Linked DNA regions of Zea mays: regions 1 and 2 are each linked to region 3. A link is a contact called in public Hi-C data. All regions are on one chromosome and are shown on one strand. The core of a region is the stretch at or near the end of the contact, and the rest is flanking DNA. Distances in the headings are between cores, read along the strand shown.

What was found. Hi-C and Micro-C count contacts between places; a contact is called where the count stands out from the background.
Region 1: a contact with region 3 is called in a Hi-C map of leaf, with 5 times the contacts expected there. The contact joins the enhancer-like site here to the promoter of LOC100194363 in region 3. A contact is called at or near these places in 5 of 25 Hi-C or Micro-C datasets (bundle sheath, ear, leaf and 1 more).
Region 2: a contact with region 3 is called in a Hi-C map of ear, with 1.8 times the contacts expected there. The contact joins the enhancer-like site here to the promoter of LOC100194363 in region 3. A contact is called at or near these places in 5 of 25 Hi-C or Micro-C datasets (bundle sheath, ear, endosperm and 2 more).

What each region holds. Positions count from the first base shown.
Region 1 is chr10:57,959,682-57,962,381 of Zm-B73-REFERENCE-NAM-5.0, reverse strand. No RefSeq gene overlaps it. Among protein-coding and RNA genes, the nearest start is that of LOC100277035, 150 kb to the left of the region's middle. Within about 2 kb of position 1,306, at least 14 of the 20 cell types and tissues checked have an H3K27ac peak or open chromatin away from gene starts, as enhancers often do. A contact at or near this core is called in bundle sheath, ear, leaf and 1 more, where this site is marked.
Region 2 is chr10:57,793,781-57,796,480 of Zm-B73-REFERENCE-NAM-5.0, reverse strand. No RefSeq gene overlaps it. Among protein-coding and RNA genes, the nearest start is that of LOC103641104, 4.4 kb to the right of the region's middle. Within about 2 kb of position 1,255, at least 17 of the 20 cell types and tissues checked have an H3K27ac peak or open chromatin away from gene starts, as enhancers often do. A contact at or near this core is called in bundle sheath, ear, endosperm and 2 more, where this site is marked.
Region 3 is chr10:58,272,865-58,275,564 of Zm-B73-REFERENCE-NAM-5.0, reverse strand. LOC100194363 (Histone-lysine N-methyltransferase ATXR3) reads right to left here and starts at 1,309. Exons shown (of 21, transcript NM_001359479.1): 1 at 1,017-1,309; 2 at 1-898. The coding sequence starts at 779.

The sequences.
Region 1 (2,700 bases), core at 57-2,556, 310 kb after region 3:
GAACTTCTCCCCGTTTCACAATGATGATTCCTTGTCTTTTCCCCCTTTTTACTTGGAGACTTCAACTATTCGAAAAAATCTACATCACTCCAAGTGGACATCAAATGCAAAGTACTCTATGTCTTTTGAAGACGAAGGTCAATGCGTGTAGAGATCTTGCCTCTTGGTATAACCGATATGGCTTGTTTTAAGGTGAGAACAGCAGCACCTACTAGTTGTTAATTGATATATATATTTCCTTGTAAATCGGCCTCAGGTTCCCTTGATGGTCAACAATAGCGAAAGTGTACATGTATTTTATGTGAGACTTCTCCCCGTCCACACTGGCAAAGGGCAGTGAGAAGTAGGCCTGGGCATCCAGTGCTTCGATTCAGTTCGGTTCGGTTCCTCGTTTTTTCAGTAAATTTGGTTCCCAGAAAACTGGAACCAAAATATGTATCCAGGACAGGTGGAACCAAAAAATTCGGTTTCGGTTCTTTCGTTTCACTTTGGGTTCCTAACCGAATAGACCGAAGTCTAGCAACAAATAGCAAAACAACACAATTTTAGAAGTTTAGCAAAAGTGCGTATATGACCGGATGGAGGATTGTGATTGGGAAGGATTTGGAGGAATTATGTGCTTATATACTGAAGATTTGGGAAGGCCATATTGGGATATGCCTAAAATTCTATTGATGTATTGTGCTTCTATTATATTTTAGTTTTTTCGGTTAATTCGGTTTGCTGAGGTCTAGAACCGAAACTACTTCAGTTCTTTCGGTTTTTCTAAAACATGGAACCGATATTTTTTAATAGTTAATTTGTTTTTGGTTCCCATTAATTTGGTTCGGTTCTTTGGTGCAGAGAGTCGCAGAAACAAGATACGGAGCAGAAAGCGCGAGTGCCAGCAGCCAACAATGCTGTCGTCTGACTGCAGCAGATAGCAGACAGCAACACTGACTGGAAACACCGATTTTACGTCCACATTAGAGGAACCAAAAAAAAAATCTATAGAAGATTGCACTCGACATTCCTTCCTTTGCCGTCACATTTCACCAAGCGAAAAAAAATCTGAAGGCGGCCACCAGGACCGATTTCCTTAGCTTCCACGTGCCGTGCTCTTGCAAGAAACTTCGCGGGAAGTTGACTTCTCACCACGCGTTGATTTCACTGCTGCTAATCCGACGGCGATTGATAGCGCTAGCTAGTAGAGTCCGAAAAGGAATCAGGCAAGTCAACGTTTCTTTCAGCCGAGCTGAGTAGGTGTCATGATGAGGTGAACACACAGGAGAGGCAGAAAGCAAAAGGTGATGGATCCAAAAGTTGGATACGCGTGCTGACCGATGTTGCTAGTCCACGGGACAATAATGGCCAGCCAAGTCGCAGCCTGCTGAGACTCCTAGTAGCTTGCACCGCACAGTATCAACACTGATGGACCTACCATACCAAGGACTGCTTGTTTTCACATAAATTGTGCATAAATTTTACAAGGACTATTTTTATTGAAAGAACGTAGCAATATAGAAAATTTCCTATAATTCACTCCGCAGATGGCTGCATTTATCAGCACATTCATGTAATCGTAGATTTATTCATAAACTACCTACTTATTTCTCACATAAATTTCTTTTTGGTTACTGTTCGACACCAAAAAGAGAGGGCGGACGGTCCGGCCCTGAGGCCGAACGGTCCGCGGTCCGGACGGTCCGCGCGTACGCAGAACAGATTAGGGTTCCGAGTTTTTTGCTGTGTTTGTTGGCTAGATTCTCGGAATTAGCTTGGGAAGTTTGTTTGTAAAGGCTCCAGCCCCCCTCCTCTATAAATAGAGAGGTATACGACCGATTTGTAATAATCAATCGAATCAACAACACTTCTATTTCGCATTTTATCCTAGGAGTAGTTTTAGTCTAGTTTAGGTTTAGCCTCTAGATCTCTAAATTCTCGCTTCTCTTCGACTCTACGCCGATTAGAAGAGTCTAGGTCGGCCTGCCGAGCCTAGACATCACCTAAGATCTCTCCTCCCCGACGGGGTCTCTCCCGGGAGCGAGATCCAGGCCGCCGCCGGCGACTTCCGCCGCCCCTGCGTACGTGCGGACCGTCCGACCGTCAGGCAGAGGACCCTAGCCCTGCGCCAGGCCACGGACCATCCGACCCTTGCGCGCGGACCGTTCGCCCCTGACCAGAGAGCACCGCCACAGTTCTTGTTGAGTGTTTGGCGCTCTGAAAAGGTGTCAACATACTTTTTGGCGACTCCGCTGGGGACAGCGAATATAGACGCATCAAATCGGCCCTCAATGGCCGGTTCAAAGGATAGCTCTGAAGTTTCCACCAGCAATATCATCACACCGACATGGGAAACCTTGCCGACTGAAGAACAGCTCCTATTCGAGGAGCGCCAGGAGCAGCTGATCCAAGAAGCAAAGGCGAAGTTCCTGGCCGACTTCAAAGTGGACAGGAACAACAAAGTCGTTCGGCAACGGGCGACAGATTTGGCTTCGCTCCGACCTACTACGATTACCCCCAATGTAAGTAGCACCAACGAACTCCAATCTCTTAAAGCTTACATAGACGAACAGCGAGAATAGTTACAACGTATCGTAGGGGATATACAAAATGATCATAAAAGGCTAGTGCGTGTGCTTGATAAGCCTACTATGGCAAATCTTTCTTTGCACGAGGTTGAATTGAGGGAATACACACATAATTCATCGGCTACAGGTT
Region 2 (2,700 bases), core at 6-2,505, 480 kb after region 3:
GATCGCCGAACTAGTCTAGCTACCCACCTCGCTGAGATACTTTCTGCACATGATCTTATGTTTGTTGGTGTTGTTAATACTTTGTGAGATAACTTGGTCTGAACTAATTGATGTTGGTAATGCTTTGTGAGATACCTGAGATTTATGTTTGTGAGCGTTGGAGACTTATCTTTGTGTTCAAACTTGTTTGTTGTGGTGATATTTGTGAGAGTTATAATCTTTGTGAGATATGTGGTGTGTATGATGTATGTGATGATTCAGTAATATATGTTATGTATATGTGATGATTATGTGATATATCTTTTGTTTGTTTGGATGGAATAATAAAAACAAATAAAAAAGATGTATTTTCTGGTCACTTTTGCTGGGTGTAACAATCGGCAAAGAGGTACTTTGCCGAGTGCCATGATCATAGCACTCGGTAAAGAAGGCACACCTGGGAACTGGTAAAGCTTCTTTGCTGAGTGCTTTGTATGAGGTATTTGGCAAAGAAGCAACCTTTGTCGAGTGCCTCCTAATGCACTCGGCAAAGGAACTAGAAAAGGGGCCCACTGGGGGCTTCTTTGCCGAGTGCTAGTCCAACAGATACTCGGCAAAGAGGGAGCCTTTGCCGAGTATCACGGAGGACACTCGACGAAGGCTCCGTCACCGTCACTTGGCACCATGACGGTGACTTTTCTTTACCATGTACCAGGTGGCACTCAGCAAAGCCTTTGTCGAGTGCTCGACAAAAAGTACTCGGCAAAGAAGCCATTGTCGATGTACAGTTCGCTGAGACTTCTATGCCAACAGATACTCAACAAATACTTCGCCGAGTGTTTTCCAGATTTGCTGAGTGCCTGAAGCAATGTAAACCCTAGCATGGGGTCTTAAAACTTGGGTCATTCAAGGAATAATAATTGAAGTCATTAGTATGTGATTGACTATTAGTGCATGTTTCTTTTCTTCTCATGAATACTAAATGAACATATGAAAGTATGCATCATGTTGGAGTTTTGGATGAGCATTAAACTCAAGCTTAAATATAAAACAAAGTTATCCTTGAATTCTAATTTGAAGTCTAGAAATTGTGGGAGTATAAGTATTATAGTAAAGAAAGAAATTCAAAACAGAATAAAAAAAAGAAAAGAAAATGTGGGGAAGGAAGGATAGGCCTTGGTTTGGGCCAAGTGGCCATTTCGGCCCACCAAGACCACGCCTACGGCCTGCTTGCGCCCCTGATCTTGGCCCACAGTGGTCGCACCTGCGCGCCCGTGTTACCTGGCATGTGGGGCTCTTGACTCTTGAGCCAGTCACCTGATTGCACATCATCTCTGCTGGTGGGGCCTAGCCGTCATCTCTCATCCCCGTCATCATAACCCGAGCTAGGCGTTGCAACAGAAGCCAAACTTCCTGGCACCAGCTGGTGAACTACCGTCCGATCCGCGTGGCATGAGGCGTTGGACCGCACCCCGTTTCCCATCAAAACCCAGCACCTCACTCGCCTCGCATCGCCAGACCCAGAAAATCCCAATTTTGTCGTGAGAGAGAGCACTGCCGAGAAGGAGAGATAAAGCCGCTGTCGTCAGGGCGAATCTGTGCTCGAGGTGTCTCGTCATTTCGTCAAGGGTCTGCGGGCACCTCCATGTGGAGTTCAGGGGCCGTGGACGGTCAGAGCTCGGTATATTTCTCGTTGGAGATTGAATCTACCGTAGACCACGATTCTCCATGGTCAGGCCTCTGTACATCGTCCCTGCCGGTGAGGAACCGTTACCCTGCGTTCGCCATGTCCTTCACTACATATTGCACAATTTAGATTAAAATCTAGGGCCCTTTTGCATGGTGTAGCTGAACTCCGGCCATCTCTCCGTTGTGGGGACTGGCAGTGCCACCGCACTCTAGTTCGGCGCGTGAAGACGAACCCATCGTTGTCCGATGCGGCTCGAGTGGATGAGATTAGAAGCCACGTACCCCTTCGCAGCTTAAGATCTGAGCCATCGGATCTCGATCCAGTGGTAGTTGTCTCGTACCGATTCGATTGGGGATCTCGGTCGTCCGATACAGATCGTGCATGTGGGAATCAATCTAAGGATTTTAAATCTAGGGCGTTAGTTTTCCATTGGAGGGCTCTCGGTTCTGCACTAGGTCGCGGGGGTGGGACCTAATCCGAACCCCCGAATTTAAATCCAACGACCCAAAACTCTCCGTACCCATTCACCAAGCGCCTTTGCTAAAAGAACCTTGAAAGTTTTTATATTAGAACCCGTCGTACTATGTTACATACATAAGCCCTCAAATTGATTTTAAAATTATAGATAGGGCCCTAAAAGAGAAATAAATTTCAAAAATTCAAAATTAATTCATTGTAGCTCCGATTTGACCCGTTCAAATTGTGTTGGCTTCATATTAGTATTGTCTACATTATAAGAACAATTGTTTTATTGTTCTCAGAAATAATTAGATACCTTTATATTAGAATGACTTTGCTAATCAAGGTTAATGTGACATTATGAATCTAGCCATGACTATAGATATGATTCTAACATAGATATAACATAGATTAAAAGTTGGATTAATTACCTAAATGTGATATTTTATCGCATGAGTTAAATTAATCATCATAGAATATAATTTACGATTTAATCACCTAAAGCTTCGAAAAATCATGTCCCCTTAACTATAACTCTAATTTTTGCCATTCTCGAACCTACAATCTTGTAG
Region 3 (2,700 bases), core at 60-2,559:
CGCCGATCCCGTGTTGGTGGCGAGACCTCACGAATTCTCCCAGACAAATGTCTGGCAGCAGATGAACTCTTTCCTTCTCCCTTCCTGCGATGTTTTGATCCTGACTGGTCAGAGGTGTCAGTGTGGTGCTTGTGGTTACTGCTATGAGGCTCTGTTGGCCGGTTCTTCCTTACACTGCCACTGATGCCGCTCTCTGGCTTAATTTCACCAGGTTCTTCATCAGAATCCCGCAAGGAGCCTTTCTGGGCAGACGAACTTGGCCTCCTGCTGTTATCATGGGCCAGTTGGGACTTGGCATCCCGCCTTTTTCCTGGCAGTGCAATCTCCCCTGGCTCCACATCATCCTTGATAGACTTCCTGGTGCTCTTCCCAGAAGACTTTTCCTTCCTCTGCCTCTCTGGCAGCAGCTCTACCTTCTCAACGTCCCCGTTTCTTCTTTCCTTCTTCAATGGCACTGCTTGCTTTGTACTCACAATCTCCCCAGGCTCCACCTCCACAGCAGCTGCGGAGGCTGCCAGCACCTTCCTCCACTTCTTAGGTGGCATGCTCCTCTCGGGCAACCCATTGGTCCCGGCCTCCCCATTAAGCAGCTCCCCCTCCTCCAGGTCAGCAGCTGTCGCCGACTGCTGGTTCTTCCAGTGCTGGTGCTGGTGGCGGTGGCCATGGGCCCTCTCCCCCTTGTCCGGCATCGCTTCTCCCGCTCCTCCTCTCCTCACGAGGGCGCCGGCACGGAAGCTCTCGACTGAGCGGACGGCGCACGCGACTCCCCCATCTCCCATGGAAAACCTAGCAGGATGTCGGGGGCCGTCGTTCGCCACGCTGTGCCCCACGGTGCGCTTCAGAACCCTAGCTCCCCTGGGCTCTCCACGCTCATGTCCGTCGCTGGCACCGCAAAACCCTAATCACAGAGCAACAGTGTTTCAGCCAAGGGCGGAATCAAGAAGCAGCAATGGCAGGGGCGCGAATTGGCGCGGGGAACTGGCTGGATCGAAGCGGCCGCGGATCGGCACGCGTACCTGCGGGGAATTGACGAGTGGCGTCTCAGATCGGGAGATCCGCGGCGGAGAGGGCTCGGTAACCGGCGGCGAGCTCCCACTCCCGCGCCCTGCGCGCGGCCAAGGAAGCTTCCGGGATTGGGGGCTCCACACCTCGCGCGCTCTCGCGTCGTAGCCTTCGCGGGCGCGCTCGCTATCGCCTGGGTTTGTGTGTTGGCTTTTGGGGACTAATGGCTCGTTTGTTCGTAAAGCCTCCTCCGCGACCGCGGCCTCGCTCTTCTGAAGGAAGGGGGGCAAGGAACGAAGACGGACGCACTCTATCCCTCTCCCGGAGGAGAGGAGGTCTCATTTTATCGGGCCCTTACCGACCAACGCTTTTCCACATTGCACCATAGATTTGCGCCGTATTTGCATGTTAGTCCTGGTGTGAGAAAAAACATATCCCGTACATATAAGCGTGGTGCATAGTGTATATATTAAATTATTATTATTCATTTCACCATTAACATCTATGGTTGCTTTGTATATTCTATAAAAAAACATCTTTCAAGCAGAGTAAGGGTAGTAGAGGATAGTGATAGAAGGTGATCATTATAAAATATACATAACAACTAAAGACATTAGATCTATAATAAATAATAATAATTTAATATATCCATCATATACATTAAACTCTCATTGTACCAGATACATTCTCTTGTTTGTTCATGTGGCTAAATCAAATTTTCATCATGTTTTCTCCGTGTGAGATTAAGGAACCTCTCCGAGCTATGGATAAAGTTCCGAGCAAATAAGCGCGTGTACAAAAACATTTAGTGTAGGTTTTTTGGGAGATCTCTACAAAGCTAATTAAAAAAATACAAAATACACTCTTCATAAAAAGTATGTTTGTACATGACTCTTCATATATATTATCCTTCAACTATAATTATATTAAGGATTATATTATATAGTCTCTTTACGAACACAAGGTTGACTTGTTCCTTGTGTTTCGGCTTGATGATGAGTGATTGTCAATGGGTAGCACTCTGGGTAATCAGTGGACTGACCAGAGTGTGAGATTATGCTTGTGCAACCATGTCGGTCGACTTGTGGTGTGCAGGTGTGGAGCACAGGAACGGTGGTCGACGACTGAGGTGAAAGTCATGCGGGCTCGTACTGATGGACCCGGAGCGGTGAAGGGACGAGTGATGGGTCTTGACTGGCGGATCAAAGCAGTCAATTGACCAATCGTGGTGGCTGACACCTGTGACACACACTTATGCGAGGACGTGGTGGAATGGACCATGTTGCCGGTGTGGTCAGGGACTGGCGGGACACGCGTCTGATCGTGGAGGACGTGCACGAAGTGCGGTGCTCACGGCAGGTTTGGTGGTTTGGGCCTCAAACCCACCAGAGTTTGGGCCTCAAAACTCGGCGGTGGCGGTTCCGGAGGGAACTGGCTGCGGCACGCAGCGTGATCGCGGAGGGTGCGTCAAGGCGAAGCAACTCCGTGTGAAGGACGTGGTCGTCGGATCGAAAACCTATGAGTTGGTCCATTTCTCCCTCGGTGGAATGGATAGGCTCTATGTAAATAGGTAGGAGTGGAAACGGATCGAATACGCACAGATACGAATACGAATGTCACAATTTACCATATTTTTTCCGAATTCAGATATAAATTCGAATATATTCGGATACGAATACAAAACGGATAGTCGAATTC